Linked DNA regions of Sus scrofa: region 1 is linked to region 2. A link is a contact called in public Hi-C data. All regions are on one chromosome and are shown on one strand. The core of a region is the stretch at or near the end of the contact, and the rest is flanking DNA. Distances in the headings are between cores, read along the strand shown.

Region 1 (5,618 bases), core at 310-2,809, 930 kb before region 2:
ATTTCATGGATATAATAACTAATATTTTGTATACTCCCTATTTGCATGACACTGTTCTGACTGCTCCAGACATAGTTATTTCTTTTAATTATCATTAAATACACAATAAAAAATACCCCAATTTACAGATGAGGAGACTGAGGTATGGAGAGGTTAAGTAACTTGTCTAAGGTAGGACAGCTAGATCTGGCTTTGAACCCAGACCATAGTCTGATTCCAAAGACCATACTCTTAACAATTTTACTGTATTAATTTACCAAGATAAGTCATTTAAAGGGATTGTTTTCTGAAAAAGTTTTTAATATAAACACTCAAAAAAAATAATCAGTGATTAGAATTGAATTAAATTCTTTAATTCAAAAAAAGAAAAATAATCAGTTATAATTTAACTGAAGTATTTAGCATTTTTCTTTTTTTTTTGGTCTTTGTGCTATTTCTTTGGGCCGCTCCCGCAGCATATGGAGGTTCCCAGGCTAGGGGTCCAATCGGAGCTGTAGCCACTGGCCTACGCCAGAGCTACAGCAACGCAGGATCCGAGCCGCGTCTGCAACCTACACCACAGCTCACGGCAACGCTGGATCGTAACCCACTGAGCAAGGGCAGGGACCAAACCCGCAACCTCATGGTTCCTAGTCGGATTCGTTAACCACTGCGCCACGACGGGAACTCCTAGTATTTTTCCTTTTAAACATAAGTTAGAAGCATAGTGGAACATTTACTTTTAAACATACCACTAATTTTTTTATTTTGTTAAATTTATATCACGAATATTGTTACCAAGCTCAAAAACTTCAGACAAATGTGTAATGTGCAAATAGTTTCTGTCCCTGGAAGTATTTAATTCTGGCTGACCTTAGAAAATTACATAATGTATTGGTCTTTCCAGTGGGCCCAGAGAAAAAAGGTTAGACCATTGAGACATAGAATATAATGGGAAAAAAGGATGAAATACCTTTTAATGTATAGTATTTTGTGACAATATACAAATACAGTTAAGATAGATCATTGAAGCAAAAAGATACACTCACAACTATAGTGACAAATAATAAGGAATATGTAATCATACGTTGGTTTATTATAAAGGGTACTATGGGAATGCAGCATTGAGAGCCACTAATACCACCTGCAGAAATGGAAGAAGGCTTCGCAGAGAAGGCATTTTTGGAGATGGAAAACTGTTTTCCAAAGAAACTAAAATACAATTTGGGAAACGTATACTTAATTCACTAATTTTTACTCAATTGAATGATGAATTTATCAGTCAAAAGAGTTTGGTATTTACTTGCAAATCTCTTTAAAAATGACAAAATCAGCTTTTAAAAAAATTAAAATACAATAATCATTTTAAATGACCTATTAAGTTAGTTGCTTATTTCTTTGACTTCAATTAGCATTGATCTAACTCAATGTGGAAGGTTACATTCATACAAGTTTACACAGCTTAATGATTAACTCTATTCACCTGCCAACCTTACTGTTTATGTAGCAAACAATGTTAACTAGAGAGTCTAGAAGTCTAGGTGTGCTTATAGGAAAAAAACAAATTCCAAATCATTTCAAAGTGGAGTAATTAGGATAAAAATGTACACTATTAAGCTCTTTCTTCTTATTGTTCCTCTAGTTATTTCTTCCAGAATTGACCAAGACTCTTCATCACTTGACTCTGTGTCTCCAGAGCCAAAATCAAGATTTGCTATGTTGGATGATGTAAAAATTTTAGCCAATGGCCTACTTCAGTTAGGACATGGTCTTAAAGACTTTGTTCATAAGACTAAGGGCCAAATTAATGATATATTTCAAAAACTCAACATATTTGACCAGTCTTTTTATGACTTATCACTGCAAACCAATGAAATCAAAGAAGAAGAAAAGAACTTAGAAGAACTACATTCAAACTGCAAGTCAAAAATGAAGAAGTAAAGAACATGTCACTTGACCTCAACTCAAAAGTTGAAAGTCTCCTTGAAGAAAAAATTCTACTTCAACACAAAGTAAGATATCTGGAAGATCAATTAACCAATTTAATTAAAAATCAACCTGAAATTCAGGAACACCCGGATATAACTTCACTTAAAGTAAGTAGAAACCAAAGAGCATTTGTGATTGTTTTCAATGTGAATATTTTTAAAAATATTTTAAGATAGGCTATTTGAAATATGTTACTGAACTGTCGAAATACTGTATTTTTCTCATGAAAAAAAACCGCCAGGAAAAAAAAAAAATTCTCATTCTAATTTGAAGTTAGTTTTAATGTTCCCTAACATTACTTATGAAAATAACTAAACTTTGCATTTCAGATGAAAATTATTACAAATTAGAGTATTGCAAATTCCTGGATGCAAGTAAAAGGCTAAAGGAATTTAACTTATAACTATTCTCCCATGTTTAAAACATAGAAAAGCAAAAATATAAAAATAAAAAAATATATTAATTTCTTTTTTCATTTAATTGAAGTTCAGGAAATCAGATTTTGGAGATGGTACATTTTAAATACAATACAAAAGCAAAAGTATGTACTATGTGAAAGCAGCATACAAGGGAAAATGTTTGCCAAAATTCATTTTTCTAATCCAGTATTAGCTCTAAAAAATTAGACTGCGATAGTGTTCTAAGGGGGAAAAAATGTCTAATTTAACAAAAGAAAGAAGCGTCTAACCAGCCTACAATCTATGTCTAGACTTTTGTGGAACAGCAAGACAACAGCATCAGAGACCTTCTTCAGACTGTGGAAGAACAATACAGACAATTAAACCAACAGCACAGTCAAATAAAAGAAATAGAAAACCAGGTAAGTCAGCATTTTATCATCTCCAATCTTTTACATAGATTTAGGTTCATGAACACTGTATGCTAACAGTATGTAAAATAACAGTTGGATAGTGAATAAAGGGACCACATCAGCATGACTGTTAAGTCTGTAGGCGCCGAAGCTAATGAACTGAGTTTGAATTTTAGCTCTAAAACTTTTGTGGGAACTTAAATAAATTACCTAACCCTTTCTCAAGTTTCCTCAAATCTTCCATGCAGATAATAACAGAACCCATCTTATAGGACTGTTTTGAGGAAAAAAAAGAATTAATTCATGCAGAGTATACCCTCAATTTAACAAAAAGTGATTCAATTAAAATTTAGATTAGATTATGTCTCTTTATTCAAAAAACCCCACAATGGCTTCCCACTCTCTCACAGCAGCCCCAAAGCCCGCATGACTCCTTAATTATCTCACTGATTCCATCTCCTCTGCTCTAGTCTAGTGGCCTTTTCACTGTTATTCAAACACATCAAACACACTGCTGTCTTGGGGTCTTTGCCCTTGTGGCTGGACTGGAATGCTCTTCTCACTGGTATCTGCATGGCCCACTCTTATTTCCTTTACGTCTTTCTCAAATACAGAAATCTTCAAAAGAGTCTTCTCAGGTAACTTCATCAGAAATCACAATCCTCCACATTCCTGCTTGACCTGTTACCTCCTTCATTACCTTTTTTTCCCTTACCACTCACCCTATTTAACATAATATATATTTTAGTTATTTATCTCATCTATCTCTGCACTAGGATATAAGCTCTATGACTATAGAAATTTTCTCCCATTTTTTTAAATTTACACTATTTACATGCTGTACTCCACAACACACAACACTGTCTGACACAAAATAGGCATTTAATAAAATGCAGAGCTAATAAAGGTAACGTCCTGTTTAGCACGAAGTCAATAAAACTCGCTATGTTTAATATTATTCTTATCATCAGAAGCCCTGATAATTAAAGTTCCATACCCAACAAAATAATTAATCTACAATGTAAATAACTGACTAGGTGAGGAATACCTGTTTGGAATAAGGCCATGTCAGACTCTCAACATTCCAATACATATAATACCATAGTTCCAAAATATTAACTAGCAATATGGTGAAATACCATTTAAAAGCGTTTCAAAAATAACACAGACTCAAAGAAACTAGGAAAAAAAAAATGATGCCAAGAACTACAAAACAAGTGTTATTATCACTTTCCACTAAACAAACATGTCGTTACATGTTTCAGTAATTTTATGACTCATAATTTTAGGGTATTTTTACTAATTATCCAAAAAGGGGTTTTGCCAGCTAGTTTTGATTTCCATAACTATTTTCTTACTATATGTTATTTTTCTTTTTCTTTTTTTTTTTCTAATAGTTGTACCTGTGGCATATGGAAGTTTCCACACCAGGGGTTGAATCAAAGCTGCAGCTGAGACCTACACCACAGCCACAGCTACACTGGATCTACACCACAGCTTATGGCAATGCTGGATCCTTAAGCCACTGAGCCAGGCCAAGGATCAAACCTGAATCCTCAAAGACAACATCAGGTCCTTAACCTGCTAAGCCACAATGGGAACTCCTTATGTGTTATTTTTCTAATTTTTTACCTGTATCTTTTATTATGATTAAATGAACCTACTCACAAAAGCAAAAACTACTATAAATGCTATACTCCTAATAATAAAATGTATGAAGAATTCAAAACAATGAAGGTGGAAGATGCCTTAGATCATCTGATACAACTTACTCAAATTTAAGAAACCAAAACTCTTTAAGTTACCATATAAGATCACAGCTACTTAGTAGAAAAGACTAATACCCAGAAAGTGAACTTACAACAGATCCTTATAAATTATATTCTAGGAAATGTCATTTACGCTAACATCAAAAAATTAACACTAATAACACAAGATGTTACATACTCTGCTTTTCTCAGCCGACCAAGAAGAAAAGCTATCAGTCAATAAACTGCAAACCCAGCACAACAATCAAGTACTGAATATATTGAAAGTAAACAAATAAGCCTGCCAATTTGTTACCTTTACAGATATGTTTACATGTCAAAAACTATCAAGAAAGCAGCCTTGTTCAACTTACATGCTATGTCTTAAGACCTACAACTGAGAATTATTAAATTTAAAATCTGTGTCACTAAATAGTACATTACATTCATATAAATAAACAGAAACTACCAAAATATTCTAAGCAAAGTCTCTGCCTTTGGTCTTCTTGTTTTTTTGACCAATTTCTCTTTCTCTGTTTTTTTGAACTCATTAAATAATATGCCTGATTAAGTATTTTGAGAAAAGGAAGGCTTTATGATATGTATAGGGTTGTTTATTCCTCTTAACATCGGAAACTATAACATATTATGAACTAAAAGATGTATATAAGTTTTAGTTTTAATGTCTTCCCTCAGAGTCCTCTCCTTGTATATTTAGTATTATCTTTAAAACTAGATTTGTATTCTCTTATCAGTTAAGAAGAACTGGTACTCAAGAATCCACAGAAAATGCTTCTAAACCACGAGTACCAAGAACTACTCCCTCTCTTCACTTGAATGAAACAAAAAATGTAGAACATAATGGTAAGATAATCGGGTGGCTTTCCTTCTTGAAGCTACTATCATAGAATTTTTTTTCTATCTTTGACATTTCCATCAAAAATCCCTATTCCAGAAGTTCCCTGGTGGTTTAGCGGTTAAGGATCCAGCATTGTCACCGCTATGGCACAGGTTCGATCCCGGGTCTAGGAACTTTCGCATGCTATGGACACAGCCCAAAAAAGCGGAGGGGGGGGGTTTAGAAGCAGTCT
Region 2 (5,611 bases), core at 521-3,020:
TAAAGGGGTGTGAATATAATCAAATTCACAGGTTAACCATAAGCTCTGGTTTTGGAACTGGGGAAGGAACACTAATTTTTTTTTAACCTCTGTGTTTGGGCTTTTATTTTTTAGGCATCATGCTGCTTGATTTACTTACATCAGCTGATTGTGACTGAATCTGTTTGGACCAGAACATGGGTAGTTTCAAAAGTGTCTCAGGTGAGTCTACTGTGTATCCATGATTGAGAACTACTGACATACAAAACCCTGCTAATTCTTGCAGAAATTCTCTAAGACTGGGTTTATGTCCATTTTAGAGTAAAGAGATGGGTACCCACAGATTATTAACTAGCTTTCCCTGGCTCACCCATCTTACAAATGATAACATTTCTTAAGCAGAGGAGGCCATCACTCTCACCAAATCAAGGGAGACGCTGAACCTAAAAGACTGAAGATTCCTACGTAACAACTGAGTCTCTTTCTTTGACTCTATGCTCCAACCTTTCACGGCCACCCTGGTCCTTTTTGATCTCTTCCCTAATTTTCTACTGCATGAATAACTGACTTATTTTGATGGCAATAATACTCACCCTTACCTTGTATTTGTACATACGTTTATCAAGCCTTACCTGTACATTTCCTAGTTCTCAAATCTGGTGACAGGCAGGCAAATGATTGCAAGAGACCTGGGTTTGGAGCCACACCCACCTGAGCTGGCCTCCTACAAGTACTTATCTCTGTGGCCGTGACAGGTCATTTTTCGTCTCTCAGTTTTGCAAGCATAAAATAGGGAAAAAATAAAACCTGTACTTCAGAAACATTATATTCAATAAATCTTACCTATTAGTATGCCCACCCTAGTATGCAAACCCAATGGAAATAAAGTGTGTGGTCTGTCAGTAAAAAGTAGTAGGTTGAATCAGACCTTTGGAGTTGACTCCTTTTTCTAACACAAATACTCTTAATATTTAGAGAGAGAATAGAAAGAATAAGGAGTCATAAAATCGGGCTAAGGCTGACATTTTTATCCCTCAGAAGTGTTTCCATAAAGTTATTTACGCATGAAACTCTAGCTAAACCACAGGAAAACATACAGATCTTCCTCCACTTAGGACGAGGTTACTTCTGGATAAACCCATCCTAAGTTCTAAATATCGTAAGGGGAAAACACTAACCTACAAACACCGTAGCTTAGCTGAGCTTACCTTAAATGGGCTCAAAATACTGTAGCCTTCAGTTAAGCAAATTCATCTAACACAAATCCTGTTTTATAATAAAAGTATTGAATAGCTCATGTAATTTATCGAACACTGTACTGAAAGGGAAAAATAGAATAATGGTACGGGTACAGAATGGGTCTAAGTGTATGGGACTCTTTATCCTCCTGATCAGGTGGCTGATCGCGAGCTGCGTCTGAGGGTACGGAGAGAACATGTACTGCATAGTGCCAGCCCAGGAAAAGATCAAAAATCAAAATGAAAGGTACGGTTACTACTGAATACTTATTGTTTTCACACCATCACGAAATAGAAAATAGTCGTGAGTGGAAGCTTCCTAAGTCTTCTAAGTCCGGCTGTCCCGTCTCTGTTTTTCCCGCTGTCTCAAAGTCTTTGCCCTGTGACCCAGTCCCTACCCTAAGCTCCGCACGTTCACTTAGGGGAGGCGTTGCGGGTTTCTCTTTACAGTGATTGGTTTACCGGGGGGAGGGTACCTCGAAAGGCTCCACCCATCTCACCCGAGGCCTAGGGGTGGGCGCTCCCTATTCCCCTCCCTCTCCGACCTGCAAGGAGGTGGGCTGGCCGCGGAGGGAGGGCCCTGTCCCTTTAAGGAGGAGGGACGAGCAAGGCCGAGGGAGCTGCCGCTGCCCCGACCCGGTCCGCGCCCTCACCCCAGAGCAGCCGCAGCCACAGTCCCGGCCGTCCCCCGGTTGGCAGAGTCCGCTCCGGCCCCAGAAAGCAAACCGCCACCATGGTGAAGATCGTGACCGTTAAGACCAAGGCGTATCAAGACCAGAAGCCGGGCACGAGCGGGCTGCGGAAGCGGGTGAAGGTGTTTCAGAGCAGCGCCAACTACGCGGAGAATTTCATCCAGAGTATCATCTCCACCGTGGAGCCGGCGCATCGGCAGGAGGCCACCCTGGTGGTGGGCGGGGACGGCAGGTTTTACATGAAGGAGGCCATCCAGCTCATCGTCCGCATCGCCGCCGCCAACGGGGTAAGGGACGCGCCCCGTCCTCGGTCGCCGGCGTCGTCCGCCTCCTGCCTCGCTCCCGCGGGGCCACTTCCGCGCGCGGCCGCCGCAGTCTCCACCCACACGTCCTCCGCGCTCGCTCTTGCCCGCCCGGGGCCGCGGGCCGGAGAGGGGCCGCCCCGCGGGGCAGAGCCGCTCCTCTGACCGCTCCTCCCATCCTCCCCCCGCCCCCCGGGGCGCGAGCCGAGGCGCTGGGCTTGACCTTGGGAGGCCGGACCCTCCGCCTCCTGCCCCTCCCTCTCTCCCCTCCCCCCCGTTGCTGTTCTGGCCTCTGACATTTACGTTAACCTTTCTTGCCGGCGAAGATACAGTTACCGAGCAGAGGGCAGTCGCCTTGGCCGGGAAAGGTTAGAGGCCGCCGCTTTGCTCAGAACCCCCTGCATCCCGCCGGATGCCGGCTATTCTGGTCTGGGACTGGAGCCTCCCGCTGGCTGCGAGCCGGAGGCTTTGGGCACCCTCCCCTCAGCGGTCCAAAGGGCAGATCCGAGGGGGCGGTTACCAAGCCTCGTTCCCCATCCCCTGGTTTGCTGGGACCGAGCTTCTGCCCTTAGGCGGCCTGGTTGCTGGGGCACAGGCTTTTGAAAGGGCTCGTCTTTTCCCGGTGTTGTCTCTGGATCTGTTCCACAGAGGCGGCTGGAGCTGAAATTTCATTAGATCAGAAACTGCCTGGCCAAGGGCGCTCTTCCGTAAGCAGTCGTGGCAGGGCAGGAAATTAACGCAACCCTTTGCTTCCTCCGCCGCCTGCGCAGCTAGAGGATGTTAACTGACTTTAGGCACGTCCACTCAGGTGAAACTGAAGCAGATTTTTCAGTAAACCTAGGACGTATGCGAAAGTGTGGGTTTATAAAGTAGGTAAATGGGGACTGAACGTTCACTCACTGTTTTAAAAAAGTTTTCTAGTGAGTTTTTGTTGTAGTTTTCTATGTTTCACATAAGATTTGACTTATACTCAACCTCTTCTGGAACTCATCCCCTTTAGTAATGTGTTTTTTGTGTTTTTGTTTTTTTTTAAAATCCATTTTAGCAAACGAGTTTTTGTTGTGGTTTTCTGTGTTTCACATAAGGTTTGACTTACACTCAACCTCTTCTGGAACTCATCCCCTTTAGTAATTTTTTTTTTTAAATCCATTTTAGCAGTACTTTATTTCTCTTATTAACATATTGAGTGCCATTTTGCCAAGCCCTGTGAGAGAAGCCCTTCGCTTGCCGGATCTCATTTATCTTCCTGCTGCCCTGTGAGGTCGATGCTATTATGGGCAGCTTCAAGTTACCAATGAGAAAACTGACGCTTAGGCAAGTTCCACAGAAACTGTGTCTGCAGTTCCTGAGACACAGGAGATGTGCTGAGAATCTAGTACAGAGCTGCCAATTACAAGACCTTGCGCAGCTTCTGGGAATGAAGGGACCCTTAAGTCTGAAGATCTGTTTTCCTGCAGTCTCCTAAATCTAAACTGGGCCCAATCTACATCTGCCTCCCTGGGTCAAATATTTATCAGCATCCATGAGAGAAGATTGTCTGGATTTGTTTTCTTTATGCTCCCTAGTTTTCAGACAGCAGGGAAAACAAAGAGCTCTATCCCGGTAGAGCCCGTCATGTCTTTCTTAGGACCTGTGTTGAACTTGCATTTCATTCATTCCTTCCACAAATACTGAGCTTCTGCTATGTACAGAGAAATGTGTGGAATAAAAAGATAATTCAGAAGCAAGACTTGTCCTTAAGGAGCTTACAGCACAATGGGAATCTTAGGGGTCCAAATGGAAAATTGCGTGGGGTCAGAAGGAAAGAAATAGTTAAGACTGAAGATAGCTGTTCTTAAAACCTCATCACCCTTTAGCTGCTGCCCTACTGCTCTCCCCGCCCCCCACCTGCTTGTAGCCAATCTTTGTTCAAGTTGTCAGCATCCACCAGCACTGATTTCCCACCTCCCACTCGTAGCTCACTGCTCACTGCAGTCCGCCTTCTGCGTCCTCCACCACTCCACTGACATTGCACTTAGCAAGACTACTGATGACTTTGTGTTTGCGGAATCCATTGAACACTGTCTAGGCCGTATCTTATTTGGCCTTCCTGTTGGCACTGCTCACTTTGTACTCTTTCAAAGTTCTCATTCCCTTGCCTTGATCACTCTCTCCTGATCCCACTCACCGTTTTTGAGAGTTTCTACATGGCCTGCTTGCCCTTCCCACACCCTGGGTTTCTGTCCTCAGCTTACTGCTCTCTAATTATATTTGGTGTCTTTCTCTCTCTCTAACACACACACATCTCAGGAATTTAAATATGCCACTCCTTCTTTTCTGGTGCAATTCAGGTAGCATCTTCAGAAAGCTTTCCCAGTAGCCCCTCTCTGCCACTGTCATCCCTTAAGTCATCTTTCCCCATAGATACCTCTGGAAGAGAGGAAATGATCGCACTTCTTTTCTCTCTGCAGGACCTGGGACAGGGTGGCATTCCACGAACCTTGTTCAGTTGCCCTGAATCAGGAATTGTGACGTGTATGGAATATCCTTACATGTATTCCAGTTCTTAAAGCCAGCATATGGTTTATGACCAATACATTTATTCTCATTAAACATTTATCATGTGCTTACTTCTTATCAGACATTTTCTAAGTACTTGGATATAGTATATTCCAGCCCTCAGGAATTACACAGTCCAGAAGGGGAGGTCGATAAGGATAAGCAGACATAGCACAGTGTTAGGTGTTGTGATGGGGCTATGTGCCAGGTACTGAAGAGGCAAGAGCATGACGGGCTGTACTTGGGAGCAGAAGATAAAGTGAGAATGTCTTCATAGAGGGGTGGCAGCAGAATTGAGACCTAAAGGATAAGTTAAGAGTGTCCAAGGTGGATTTGTTGGGAAAGGAATTCTAAGCAGAAAGAATACAAAGCATAGGAGTTAGGGGCAGTTCTTTTGGTCAAGTTATTCAATTTCTAATCCTTTCCCCCCTGGTCTATGAAGACTGGAAATGATAACGCACACTCAGAGAGGCTCTTGTGAGGATTCAATGAAACAACATATTTTAAAGTATATGGCAGCCCCTTCTCATCTGGAAACTGTTGGAATGACATGGGTAGGGACACCCCAGGATGGATTTGGGGGCAGGACTTTATAAGCAATGTTCTGCTAACATGGGGGCTCCAAGCTGATCATAGCCAACCTGATGCAGATATTACTGCTGCCAGTCCATAGGCATCAGCATTTTTCCTACTTTTCTCCAACCCTCAGTGGCCTCCACCAATACAGAGTGATGCCATGTTAGTCAGAACCCAATTGGGTACAAGTGACAGAAACCTAACTTAGATTAGCCCAAGCGGAAAAAGGAGGAAATTGGGGGTTCCTTCCAAATGGTCGTGAACTGCTTAAAACTTAGACCAGGCT

Evidence for each region. A called contact is a pair of places that touch in the nucleus more often than the background predicts.
Region 1: a Hi-C map of liver shows a contact between it and region 2, with 4 times the contacts expected there. The contact joins the promoter of ANGPTL3 here to the promoter of PGM1 in region 2. A contact is called at or near these places in 1 of 5 promoter capture datasets (liver) and 2 of 47 Hi-C or Micro-C datasets (both in liver).

Annotation. Positions count from the first base shown.
Region 1 is chr6:149,841,795-149,847,412 of Sscrofa11.1, reverse strand. ANGPTL3 (angiopoietin like 3) reads left to right here and starts at 1,559. Exons shown (of 8, transcript NM_001003926.2): 1 at 1,559-1,870; 2 at 1,873-2,075; 3 at 2,678-2,788; 4 at 5,283-5,391. The coding sequence starts at 1,582. All of the region lies in intron 14 of DOCK7 (dedicator of cytokinesis protein 7), which reads right to left.
Region 2 is chr6:148,909,596-148,915,206 of Sscrofa11.1, reverse strand. PGM1 (phosphoglucomutase 1) reads left to right here and starts at 1,770. Exons shown (of 12, transcript NM_001246318.1): 1 at 1,770-2,196. The coding sequence starts at 1,951.